2 separate regions of the Pan troglodytes genome follow, and region 2 is linked to region 1. A link is a contact called in public HiChIP or PLAC-seq data. All regions are on one chromosome and are shown on one strand. The core of a region is the stretch at or near the end of the contact, and the rest is flanking DNA. Distances in the headings are between cores, read along the strand shown.

What was found. HiChIP or PLAC-seq counts read pairs in DNA pulled down with a chosen protein or histone mark.
Region 2: an H3K4me3 HiChIP or PLAC-seq map of stem cell-derived excitatory neurons shows a contact between it and region 1, with 2.2 times the contacts expected there. The contact joins the promoter of HMGCS1 here to the promoter of CCL28 in region 1. A contact is called at or near these places in 1 of 7 Hi-C or Micro-C datasets (stem cell-derived neural progenitor cells) and 1 of 1 datasets of contacts at active chromatin or transcription factors (stem cell-derived excitatory neurons).

What each region holds. Positions count from the first base shown.
Region 1 is chr4:69,391,230-69,398,001 of NHGRI_mPanTro3-v2.0_pri, forward strand. It overlaps CCL28 (C-C motif chemokine ligand 28), which reads left to right and starts at 2,378. Exons shown (of 3, transcript XM_009449212.4): 1 at 2,378-2,568.
Region 2 is chr4:69,479,697-69,487,012 of NHGRI_mPanTro3-v2.0_pri, forward strand. HMGCS1 (3-hydroxy-3-methylglutaryl-CoA synthase 1) reads left to right here and starts at 3,854. Exons shown (of 10, transcript XM_016953343.3): 1 at 3,854-4,211.

The sequences.
Region 1 (6,772 bases), core at 1,128-3,627:
AAAAAAAGCAAAAATATTTTGGACATTAAAAGCCTTAAAACAAGATAAAAATGAAACACTGATAAGATCGGAGCTTAGTTCAGTCCAAGAAACTTATTTAGCACTAATACCAGACAATGTGCTATGTGGTGGGGGGTTACAAAGATCAAAAGACAGTCATATAGACTCTTAATGTCATACATGGTAAAGACTAAGATATAGGAAAGCACAAGGTACTGTGGGACCTCAGATTCAAATTGGAAGAAAGTAGACAACTGAGAGGTTCAGCAGTCCAGAAGCCAATTAATAAGGTCCTGAACTAAGAGTGGTAACAAGGATGAAGAGGAGACAGATCTGAAAAGTGTTAAGGAAAATACAATCTACAGGAGTTTGACTGGCCATGGGAGTGCAGAAGATGGAATTACACTTGGATAACAGTACAAAGTGATTAAACGAGATGAGAAAATGAAAACAGTAGATTTAAAGTGGCAGGAGATGATGTCTTCAGTTGCGGCTCTGTTGAGTTTGGGGTGCCTGTGGGATATCCAAGTGCATGTTCAATGGCAGGTGGATACACATCAGAATATTTGGGTAGAGCTAAAAAAACACATTTTGAAGTTACTGACATAGTAAAAATTTTAAACATGAGATGTGGAAAGAAAAGAGCAGTAGGTTAGGGATGGCACTTTGAGAATGCTAACTATTGAGGAGAGGGCAAAGGAGGACACATTCAAGAGGTAGAGAAAGTAATTTCTCTTCTTTTTTTTTGAGATGGAGTCCCTGTCTGTCGCCCAGGCTGGAGTGCAGTGGCACAATCTCGGCTCACTGCAACCTCCACCTCCCGGGTTCAAGCAATTCTCTGTCTCAGCCTCCTGAGTAACTGGGATTACTGGCGTCTGCCACCATGCCCGGCTAATTTTTTTGTATTTTTAGTAGAGATGGGGTTTCACCATCTTGGCCAGGCTGGTCTTGAACTTCTGACCTCGTGATCCTCCTGCCTCGGCCTCCCAAAGTGCTGGGATTACAGGCATGAGCCACTGTGCCCAGCTGTAATTTCTCATTATTCAGAAAATTAGAAGAGACTAGTAACTAGGAATATGGAAATTTTCAAGGAAGGAATGGGTAAGTGTTAAATACAGCAGAGAGGTCCAATGAGACAATGTTAGAAAAATGTCTGCTCTGCCTGGGCACAAAGTAAGCTCCCATCTCTACAAAAAAAATAAAGAAATTAGGTAGGCATGGTGGTGTGCACCGGTGGTCCCAGCAACACGGGAGGCTGAGGCAAGAGGATCACTTGACGCCAGGAGGTGAAGGCTGCAGTTAGCTGTGTTTGTACTACTGCACTCCAGCACTCCAGCTTGGGTGACAGAGCAAGATCCTATCTAAAGGAAAAAAAGAAAAAAAAGTCTGCTAATTGCTAATTGTAGGCGCCCTGAGGGCAGGTACTATGACTTATTAATTCTTATATACTCGGTGTCTGTTACAAAGACTGATACAATGCAGGCAGCACCCTATAAATGCTTCTAGAATTTTACTGATGTGACAATCACTTTAATTAGTAAAATAACACACTTCTACGATTCAAAAAGAAACATATCGGTACTAGATATTGTAGACATTTTTCCCAAGGAAGCTTTTTCTTGACCCAACTCAGCCTAAATTTTTAGTAGAAAAATATTAATAAAGGAAACACAGAAAATACCTTTCCAACAGAAAGAATAAAAAGCAAAGAAAAAAGATTTAAAAACGCAAAAAAAGAGAGAGAATAAATGAATACAAACCAAAAGATTAGCGTAGCAATGTCAATAACAGAAAAATATGATTTAAGCAAAAAGTTATAGTAGAAATAGAGGAATCTTAACCGAAAGATAAAAAAGTTCACTTCACAGAAAAGCTATCTCTAGGGCCCAGACTCCTGTGAGGCAAGAGAGATGATCGAGGCGTGAAAATGCAGTCAGATTTTGTTTTTATTTAAAATTGCAGCATTTTACTAATCATAGACTTTTTTGCATTAATTTTTATTTTTTAAAATATTGCATCCAAATATTGCTTATTTTCATTACGGAGTTCTTTTGGCGGTCCCTTAAATTCTGCACCTGAGGCTCGTGCCTCATTTTAATTCTGGCTGTGGACCAGGAGGGTACTTGGGCATCTGAAAACATAACCCCAAGTGTTGTATCACATAAGTAGACAGAAATGCAAGAAAAAAAAAACTGGCATAATCCCAATAACAGTGGGAGATTTTAACATACCCGCATCAAAAGCTGGCCGATCAATTAAAAAAAAAAAAAAACTAGTAAGGGTTAGGGAATGCGTGCACCATACAACTAGTTTTCTCCTGCAGCTCTGTGAAGGGCAGCCCGCAGTAGGCTAGGCCTGGTCCTGGGCGCCCCAGCCGGCTCCCCCGGGTCCAGGCGTGCGCCTGCGGGCGACGTGCGCGTCTGGGCATCCGGCCGTCACGCGCTGCCTGGGACTCCACCCTACCTACCCTTCGCGTAGTACTTGTTATACTTTGGCAGCTTCTTCACGTCGGTCCTCTCCGCGCGCGGGTAGGAACCGTCCACGGCCTTAAAGAAGCCTCCTCACCAGGTCAGTGGCGCCAAGCAGGTTGCGTAGGCGCAGAGGCGGGAAGGGCGGCTGGACGTCGCCCAGGTAAACGACGTCCCGCGCCACCCCTTTCTTGTTGCTGTCGCTCTGCACTTCCCGCGCTCTTCCTTGCTCTCTGCTTCGGCTACCGCCCGCTGTTTTCCACTTCAGTCTCTCCTGGTCCACGGCAGCCACGACTACAGATACCAGTAGCGCGACAGCCTCAAAGCGCCATAACGTCGTGCTTTTCTTTTTTCGTTCTTTCTTTCTTTCTTTCTTTTTTTCTCGTGCTTTGTGTCCTCTGATTTTCCTTTTCCGGGTTTTTAGTTGAACACACGTTTTTTTCGTGTATGTGTTTTAAATAAATGCATTTAGGGCTAAATTTAACTGTACCCCACCCATTATAATAAATAGTACTTTTACGATTTTCCAGAATAAGATTTTGTGGTTTCCTCTTTAACCCATGAGTTGAATGCTTTGTTTCTAAGCTTAGAGCCAAACATTTATTTATTATTAGAGACAAGGTCTCTGTCGCCCAGGCTGCAAGGCAATTGTCAGAGGCGAGTGAACCAGAGCAACTCCCATCTTAAAATAGGAGCTAGGTAAAATGAGGCTGAAACCTACTAAGCTGCATTCCCATCTAAGTCACAGGATGACATAGGTCAGCACAAAATACAGGTCATAAAAGACCTTGCTAATAAAACAGGTTGCAGTGAAGAAGCCGGCTAAATCCTACCAAAACCAAAATGGCCACAAGGGTAACCTCTGGTCGCCCTCACTACTACACTCCCATCAGCGCCATGACAGTTTACAAATGCCATGGCAACGTCAGAAAGTTACCCGATTTGGTCTCAAAAGGAGAGGCATGGGCTGGGCGCAGTGGTTCACGCCTGTAATCCCAGCACTTTGGGAGGCAGAGGCGGGCGGATCACGAGGTCAGGAGATCGAGACCATCCTGGCTAACACGGTGAAACCCCGTCTCTACTAAAAATACAAAAATTAGCCGGGCGTGGTGGCGGGCGTCTGTATTCCCAGCTACTCGGGAGGCTGAGGCAGGAGAATGGCGTGAACCCGGGAGGCGGAGCTTGCAGTGAGCAGAGATCTCGCCACTGCACTCCAGTCTGGGCAACAGAGCGATACAGAGCGATACTCCGTCTCAAAAAAAAAAAAGGGCGGGGGGTAAGGCATGAATAGTCCACTCCTTGTTTAGCATATCATCAAGAAATAACCATAAAAATGGGCAACCAGCCACCCTCAGGGCTGCTCTATGAAGTAGCCATTCTTTTATTCCTTTGCTTTCTTAATAAACTTGCTTTCACTTTGCACTGCGGACTGGCCCTAAATACTTTCTTGCACGAGATCCAAGAACCCTTTCTTGGCGTCTGGATGGGGACCCCTTTCCTGTAACGCAATGGCAGGATCAAAGCCTCCAACTCCTGGGTTCAAGTGATCCCCCTGCCTTAGCCTCCCAAGTAGGTGGGCCACAACGCCTGGCTAATCTTTTAAATTTTTTGTAGAGACAGGGTCTCACTATGTTGCCCAGGCTGGTCCTGAACTCCTGGCCTCAAGCAATCCTCCCACCTCAGTCTCCCAAAGTACTGGGATTATAGGTATGAGCCACCACACCTGGCTCAAACTTTTAAACTATTACTTTGCACAGGAACCTTCACTTCAAACACTAAGAATTTAAAAAAGGAGTCATGACTGCAAATACAGTGAGATAAAGCTATGACACTTTGTGAGAATAAAGTAGAAATTGTGGATAAAATGAACAATTTCTTGGAAAAATAATAAATATATATGTAAATATATATATATTATATATACAAGTAAGCCAATAACAAATCCAACTTAAACATCTTTCCTCAGACACCAGGCCTAGATAGTTTTTTAAGCTTTACCAAAAATTGGAGGAACAGAAAATCTTTATCTTATACAAACTCTTTCAAAGGATGGAAGAACAGAGAAAAACTCCCTAATGCATTGTTGAGATTAACATACCCTTAATACCCAAAACATGGAAGGATGGTAACAGGGTATAAAAGTATAGATTAATTTATGAACAGAGGTGCAAAAATCTTAATAAATAGCAAATCTTATACAAGATATAAAAATTAATATATTATGAATAAGTATGGTTTATCCCAGGAGGGCAAGGAAGAAAATAGATTAATCCACCGCAGCAATTTAAAACTTTCAATGGGCTAGGTACTGTTCTAGGCATTTAGCAAAGTAACAGATTTTAAAAGAGAAAAATCCTTTATTTCCTACACAGGAATTGAGAAGAAAGAGATGAAAATGACGATTTACCTATAAAACTGGAGTATCTACTCCAAACTATTACAAATAAAAAAATTCAGCAAGGTTGCTGGATACAAGAGCAACATTAAATAATCAATAGAGTTCCTATACATAAAAATTAACTAATTAGAAAAAAGTATTTTTAAAGAGTTCATTCACAATACAACAAAATATATAAGGTACCTAAATATAGATCTAAGATATACGACATTATCTTATCATTTTCTTCATAAAGATCTTGGAGGACCAAGAAAATCTGAATAGAGAGAGAGATAATTCCATATTTATGAATGGGAAGACAATATATTTCAGATCTTAGTTGTAAAATTAGTGCAATTCCAACCACAATTCCTGAAATTCTTAAAGAACTAAGCAAACTGATTCTAAAATTTATCTAAAAGGTAAAGGATCAAGAACAGCCAAGACAATTTTGAAGAATAAATTGAGTGGGAAGACTTATTGTATCAAGTTTTGAGATTTATTAAAAAGTGTCTTAGTTGAGACATGTGGAATTGATGCAGAGGTCAATAAGTAGAGCATGAGACAGAAGAAAAAGCCCAGAAGCAGACCTATGTGTATGTGTAAACTTGAAGATTTAAGGAGTGTCTGCATATCAGTGAGATGGGGTGGTTCTGTTATGGAAAGAGAACAATCCTGCCAATGAAAGATTCCTCTGTACCAATACAGAAGAGAAAAAAAAGTATTACTGAGTAAGCATTAACACATTTACAAGCATGTACGGCAGCACAAAAGTGACTATGAAATTGGAACAGAATTTTATATAGCATAGCAGAAGAAACAATAACTTCTCACCTCCTCAAAAGATAAAAGGGTCACACCTTGTGACAGTTTCTACACGTCTTGTGAGAGACCCTGAGCTAAATCCAGAGGTGTTTTTAAAAATACATCTGGAGGTTATTTGGCCCTTGGCCTTGGATATATATAGCTATTATTACAAAAACTGAAGAGTGGGCTTAATCCTTGTAGAGATTTATCTCAATCCAAAAGTAAAGATTAAGATACACTATGTCTTTAAAGAACCTCATCTTAAGAATGGAGGAAAGGAGGCCGGGCGCGGTGGCTCACGCCTGTAATCCCAGCACTTTGGGAGGCTGAGGTGGGTGGATCATTTGAGGTCAGAAGTTCAAGACCAACCTGGCCAACATGGTGAAACCTCACCTCTACTAAAAATACAAAAATTAGCTGGGCATTGTGGCTGGCACCTGTGGTCCCAGCTACTTGGGAGGCTGAGGCAGGAGAATGGCTTGAACCCAGGAGGTGGAGGTTGCAGTGAGCCGAGATTGTGCCACTGCACTCCAGCCTGGGCAACAGAGTGATACTCTGCCTCAGAAAAAAAGAAAAAAAAAAAAAAAAAAAAAAAAACGGAAGAAAGGGATGGGTGTGGTGGTGGCTCATGCCTGTAATCCCAACATTTGGGGAGGCCAAGGTGGGCGGATCCCTTGAGTCCAGGACTTGGAGACCAGCCTGGGCAACATGGCAGGACCCCCGTCTTTTGAAAAGACTTTTTAAGTAAAAAATACATACATTTTAAAAAGTATGGAATAAAGGGGGAAGTGGTTTCTTTGCCCTTTGTAAATGGAGAAAAAAAATTCATTTACCACTGTAGTTCTGAGACAATAGGTATTCTCATGCAAAAACTTTTTTTCTGACTCACGATCTATAAAAAATAAATTACAGGGGTAAAAAAGCTTTGCTTTTTAAAACAAAATTATTATTATGTTATTTTTATGATATCTGACTATGGGAGGATTTGCTAAATAAGACATAAATGGCAAACTGTAAGGAAATACTTCAAAGTTAAAAGATACACTTACCAAGGGGGAGAAAATATTTTCTAATTACTGAGAAGAGATAAGTATCCCAAATATTTTATGAGTTCTTATAA
Region 2 (7,316 bases), core at 2,604-5,103, 90 kb after region 1:
TCAAAGGCAGCTCTCTACTTCAGAAAAGTACCTCTGTCCCTCCTGGCTCTCCTCATACTGGGCATTAGTGAATTGGGACCATTTAATTCGGGGAGATTTTGATAAAGACCCCAGTGGCAACCAGGAGTCTTGCCCCCACCGACACAGAGCTTTTATGCTGTAGTTGTTCCAACGTTCTGTGGACCACCAAAGAGCAAGGATGCACTGCTCTGACCGGTTTTTGTAATTTCCTAAAACCACACATTCATTTTACTAAACGGACAGCCCCCAATAACTGTCAGCTAAACCAGTGCAATCCTATATAGGTTATTATCTCGAGCCCCCAAAGTTCTTCCCCTTTTCTGAGCCAGTTCCCTTCTTTAAGCCGGTTTTATGGCATGTGGGCTAGATGTCAGGGACACACCCTATTGGATCCTTGAAATGCATTTCTTTGATCCCCTGCCACCTGCACCTGCCTTTAAGCCTTTTTCCAAAACCTCTCACAACGGAACCATTGTTCCTCCTCCATCTACCAACAAGGCCAAGATAGCGATGGTAGAAGTTAAAGACTTAAAACAAACTTTGGCAACTGAGACAGGATACCAAGATGTAAATGCCTGGTTGGAATGTATCAAATATTCCATCCACACATTAAACAAAAGCAATTGTTATGCTTGTGCACATAGCAGGCCAGAGGCCCAGATTGTCCCCTTTCCACTAAGGTGGTCCTCCACTCGACTGGGCATGGGCTGCATGGTAGCTCTTTTCCAGGATTCTACAGCCTGGGGTAACAAGTCGTGCCAAGCTCTCTCTCTACTATATCACGAAGTCTGACACCCTGTGGGTCAGCCCCCAAGGGCCATTCAGCTTCCATCTCCCAACACTAAGTTCACTTCGTGTGTCTCACAACAGGAAGGAAACTTAGCATTCCTTGGAGACCTGAAGGGATGCAGTGAGCTTAAGAATTTTTAAGAACTTACTAATCAGTCAGCCCTTGTTCGTCCCTGAGTGGATGTGTGGTGGTATTGTGGTGGACCTTTACTAGACACTCTGCTGAATAACTGGAGTGACACTTGTGCTTTAGTCCAGTTGGCTATCCCTTTCACCCTGGCATTTTATCAACCAGAGGAAGGAAAAACAAGACATCATAAAGCGAGAGAAGCCCCTTATGGGTCTTTCGACTCTCACGTCTATTTAAATGCAATTGGAGTCCCACAGGGAATACCAGATCAATTTAAAGCCCGAAATCAAATAGCTGCAGGATTTGAGTCAATATTTTGGTGGGTGACAATTAATAAAAATGTAGATTGGATAAACGACATCTATTACAACCAACAATGATGTATTAACTACACTAGAGATGCTGTTAAAGGAATAGCTGAGCAATTAGGGGCTATTAGCCAGATGGCTTGGGAAAATAGGATAGCCTTAGACATGATATTAGCAGAAAGAAGAAGAGTTTGTGTCATGATTAAAACTCAATGTTGCACCTTCATCCCAAACAACGCCACCCCTAATGGAAGTATAACAAAGGCATTGCGAGGTCTGACTGCTCTACCCAATGAGTTAGCCAGCAACTCAGGGGTAAATGATCCCTTTACAGGATGGCTAGAAAAGTGGTTCGGTAAATGGAAAGGAATAATAGCCCCAATTCTTACCTCCCTCATAGTCATAATAGGTGTACTTATTCTTGTCAGGTGCTATGTCATACCATGCATCTGTGGGTTGGTGCAGAGGCTCATAGAAACGGTACTTACTAAAACCTCCCTTAACTATCCTCCACCTCATCCAGAAAAGCTTCTTCTTTTGGAAAATCAAGCAGAACAACTAAATCAAGACATGCTAAATAAGTTTGAAGAGAAAGCTGTAAGAAAAATGCAAGAGGAGGAAGTTGTTAAATATGAATTCTAAATTTCTCTTCAAAGAATTAATATGTCAGTATGTTCCATTCTTTGCCTTCTACTTTTAAACGTAGCTTCCTAGTAAAGCAACATTTTCTGATTACCTACTCCAACCTGACTCATTCTCCACCTTGACTCATTCTGATTACGTACTCCATCTTGACTCATTCCAATTCATTCTTCACCCTGACTCATTTCATAACCATTTTTCCGCCATCACTGTCTTTAAATTAGTCCATCGGAATTAGTTTAGCCTTTGCAGTCTAACCCTAGCCAATAAGGCAACGACAGAGCAGTGGGGACCACGTGCGTCAGGAATAAGAACCCCTTTCCCTCCCTCGTCCAAGTGTGCACTCACCATTGCTCCATCTGTAAGGGTGCATCCTTCTATAGAAGTACCTTGCCTTGCTGAGAATTAAAAAGAAAATTTTATATTCGACTGCTATTTCTTTTGCGGCATGGAAACTTTATTTATAACAAGATCTTCTGTATCTAATTACTAACTCTTTTTGTTCTCCATTGTTTGGCTTCCCAGTAATCAATAATCATGCTCACTTTGCTTAATTGAAGATTAACATGATCAAAAAGACGGTCTGTTCCTTGTAGAAATTTCCGGTTGTGTAAGATGGTCATTCTCATGACCGTCTGGCTAATCATTTCCCATTGTGTACTCCTGGAGTTGGAATTATTTGCGATTCCTAACGACAAAACTGTATCTTCTTTCTTGTGTTTGTCCTTACTGCCTTTCAGCATATTCCAATATGCCAAGAATTTTAATCTCCTACCTCACCCCAAATTGCTGTTGATCATAATCAGGCAATGTCTCTCTCTCTCTGTTTACTATCTAGTTACTTTACATACATATGAAATGAGTCATGGGCAATACTGTGGAATGGAAATCATTACTGAGTGGTCCTCTTCCCCCAAGTCATTTATGCCACCACTTCATAGTGGTTCCATTTCCAATATATTTTGCCACTTTGCTGCTGAGAATGTGTCTTACTAGGTTAGCATCTATAGTGGTTAAAAAAACTCCCATAACAATAATTGTGTGAATCACAGAATTACCAATGACCCCTTATCAATAGCATTCCTGTTAATTAAATTGAGATGGGGAGAGATACAAACAACTCCGAACCTCACTCATAGTCCCCCACCAAAGCTAAGTATTATGGCTTCTCTCTCTGACTAGATAGAGGCAGAGTTTATTGCAAAGCCACAAGTGTCCTCCTTTGGATTCCCCCAAATAGTGTTTCAGTGAATTCCTCTAGCTTGAATTGCTCCTATTTGCTGGGGGAGTTAGGCAGTCCATATCCGATGGATTTACTATGCCGACAATTACGTGGCCTTTCCACAGCCTTTTATTTGGCAGGTACCACATATGAAGCTTAGAAGATACAGTGGGCAACAGGCCAAATGGAGTCCCTTTCCTCAGAGTGCATGGCCTGGCAAAAATCCTTGAATTCAGTATCAACTTCCCTTCAAAGGCAAGGCTCTGCACCCTCCCCACGGATGCCTAATCCTGAAACCATTTTGTTTTAGGTTTAATTAGAAAGCTTTGTCTCAAGAGCACTTTTGTTTGTTCTGTTTTTTTTAAGTCAAGGTAGTTTTGAATGAAGGAGACAATATTTGAGTATTTACAAATCGGGTATTTAGAATATTTACACATATACAAGTTCTGGGTGAAGTATTCTGCTCCAATTTGCAATCTAGGCACACTTTGCTAGAAAACGTTAAGACTGAATTCAAATCAAGTACAGTATTTCAGAAATCTTTCAGGTGAAGCCTAGTTCTGGTTGCTAGGCAACCTGACAGACTCCCAAGCTGGGACCACCTCGCCTCCCACATTTGACCATCTCTCCAGCGGTGGGACGCGGAGTACCCATTGGCCCGCATCTCCTCTCACTTAGTCCCAATTGGTCGGAGAACCTCTCACTCCGCTCCCGTTGGCTCTCGCCGTATCTCGCAGCTCCGTCATTGGCAACTGGGCTCTCGTGCCACCGCACGTCAGTCTCTCACACCACTTCCTCGGCCCTGAGACTTTGTCCCCGCCCCTTCTCCCCGCCCTTCCAGCCACGAGGGAAAATCCTAGCGAGTCATGGCCTCTAGTTTCCTTTTGATTGGTAGAAGCCGGACTGGGGGGCGGGCGCTGCCGGGCAACTCTACCGGCCGCGATTGGCTGCTGGAGCCACCGTCCCGCCTCCCAGCGACTCTCGGCGGTGCCGGAGTCGGGTGGGTTGGCGGCTATAAAGCTGGTGGCGAAGGGGAGGCGCCGCGGACTGTCCTTTCGTGGCTCACTCCCTTTCCTCTGCTGCCGCTCGGTCACGCTTGGTGAGTGTCCCGCGCTGGGGAGTAGAGCTGGGCTGCGGAGGTGCCGCGAGCGGGGTGTGGGCCAGACAGAGGCGGTGTCCTTGACTAGGCCCGAAGGAGCTGGGGCTCTGGGTCAGGACGTAGGCGTGGACTTTGCCCGGGAGGATGGGGCACCGTGAGCGGGGCCGGGCGGGGGTTCCCTCGTGAGGGACCTGAGGCCGACCGTAGCGGATCTGAGAAGATCCGAGAACACAGGCGAGTCGCGGAGGGGAGAACGCGAGAGGGCGTTGAGGTCTAGGTGTTCTAACGACATAGGAGTTGGAGGTGCCAGAGAGGCAGCTGTGACCGCCTAGAGGTGAGTGGGGGGTGTCAGGAGGGGGAGAAAAGACAGTTGGGCTACCAAGGCGTTTCCAGAGCGTTGGTTAAGGGTGGACGCCAAAGGATGGGTAAGATCCTCTTTAGACGGAGGCTGGTAGGTTCGCAGGGGGTGTGTCCTGCTGCCACATATAGAGTTGATGGAAAGAAGGGAAGTGGGTAGCATTACTTTTCTTCCTCAGCTCAGGTGCAAGAAAGCGTTCACAACCGTGATTTAGACCTGGCTAAGTACTGGGGCTCAGTCTGTACTTGCTTCAAATCTCATAGATCACTGCCTCCCGCCTTCCTGCCTCCATATTTTTTTTTTTTTTTTTGTCTACGTTTTAAAGAATAGGCTTCCTTGGTGTTCTGAAATCCCACATCTCTCTCCTGCTAATACCTTCGGGACCAGCTTTAGGTGATACAGTGTAATGGGCAGGCACTCACAGAGTCCTCCCACAAATAGGTTTTGGATTAAGCTAAGGATATTTCAAAGCAAGTATATGGAGTCTTTGAAAACCCACGTCTGGCCTTGACCAGTGGTAGAGAAACGATTATTCTGATCCACTCTGGAGGAGGGATTTGGGGAACAAATAATGTGAGGTTGTGCCTGTTTGTCATGCTTGTCCCTGTGGCCTTAGCCTTAAGGCATCAGTAGCTGCTTTCACTGCTCACCTCTGCTGCAGCTCCCCACCTTCCCGAGGATGCTCTTGCCACCTGCTGCAGTAGGATGATGTGTTCTGGCTGCTGCTAACTAACATTTGCTCTGTTTTGAGGCATGAATATGAAAAACAATGACAAGATAAACAACAAAATTAAGACAAATGGAAGTGCTCCTAGAGTTAACATTTTTCCTTCTGAGATGTGTTTTGGACTTTATTGCACAGATACTATTAGATGAGAGGCAGTTGAAAGTCATTAACATTATCCGTGTCAGTAGTTCTTTGCACTTGAGACACCTAAGCAGCTTGTGTTCCTTAAACTTTATTTTAAAATTGCAATTATTTTTGTGTGAAGAAGGGGGCAGGGATAGCATACCTTATGGGAAGAGAGAAAGGCTTTCTTTGTGTCTACTTTTGTAGATATTTCTCACCTAAGTTTGTAAGTTTGCCCTTTATTCGGTTTTACTTTAGTTCAGCTCAATTCTGGTATAATCATCAGTAACCCCAGCACTCAGAAGGTCTGACTTACGCTGTGGGGAGGGAGTGTAAAAGGATATTTTATGTTTGGAGCCGTAGGCCACGTCATTTGGGCCTTGTTTTAATTTTGTTTTTCATCTTAAATATCCCTCCAGATTGCTTTTACATCTTGTTTCTTTTAACTGTGGATTGATTTTGAGATTTTGACTTAGATTTTAGATAGCTTTTCTCAGAAGAAATAAATGCAAAAACCCGATATTGTTGTAACATCAGTTTCCTGTGTCCTCTAGAATCATTTAAAACCTGGTTGGATCTTCCATAATCCAGTGGAATTGGATATGAGATGTAGCTGGAGAAGTTGGTTTTGCTACGTATCAGACTCTCCAATTAGTTTCATTTAGAAAGGAATATAGCCTTATAATTTTATGCTGGGTTACCGTGGAACCAAATATCATAGAAGGATGTGTGATATTTTTATGTTTTTCAAGAAGGTAGTATAGATTTAAAAGGTGGGATACATATTACCTGTCCTAATGATAGGACTAGATTTTTTTTTTTTTTTTTTTTTTTTTTTGAGACAGAATCTCACTCTGTCGCCCAAGCTGGAGTGCCGCAGCGTGATCTCGGCTCACTGCAACTTACGCCTCCCAGGTTCAAGTGATTCTCCTGCCTCAGCCTCCCGAGTAGCTGGGACTACCGGCATGTGCCACCACACCCAGCTAATTTTTTTTGTATTTTTAGAAGAGATGGGGTGTCACCATGTTGGTCAGACTGGTCTTGAACTCCTGACCTCAAATGATCCATCCGCCTTGGCCTCCCAAAGTGCTGAGATTACAGGCGTGAGCCACCATGCCTGGCTAGAACTAGATTCTTAATGTCTTCATCCTAATGCATGGCGTGTGTTGATGTTCACTTAATGTCTGTCAACTGAGTGTAGTTACACCAGTAGCGGAGAGGCTAATCTTTGAAAGCTTGAAGTGTTGTCTTCATCTTTGCAGGGTTTTTAGTTGTGGGTGCATATGGGAATGATTGTAAGACCAACAAATGTTTTCTGATTCCATATGGGCTTCTTACATTTTTCACCTTGGGATCTGGGAACAATTGAAACCTACCATATGCCTTGAACAGTAGCAGTAAAGAGCCAATTTCTTTAAACTAGACATTGTGGTGCTGCAGCTCATCTCAAAAGTGATAGCAGGCTACTCTGGACACACTACATATAGAGTAGCCCTGCTCTGCAAGGAGCAGTAATAAATTTTAAAAAAAATTAAAAAGTGATAGCAGAAAGCACTTACTACTGAGGGCTGCTACAAGTATTAAATCTAAAAGATTTGTCCTCTAGTAGTTATAACTCCAAATTCAGCCACTGAAAAATGTGACATTTGAGTACCCTTTACTTCAAGGTCTCAAAGGGATTTCAAAAAATCAAAATATATAGCCCCTCTCCCAAAAGAAGTGTAGGAATCCTGTATGGATAAGAAGACTGCCCATAACTAGTTTTCCATAGAGAGTAGGCTATGTAGACTCGGGTATGAATGACCTACCTCTGTAGAAGTGCAGGTCCCTGATTAGAAAACTTATTTTCTGTGTGATTTATCGAGGAAAGCTTCCAGGAAGAGGTGACTTAGAACAG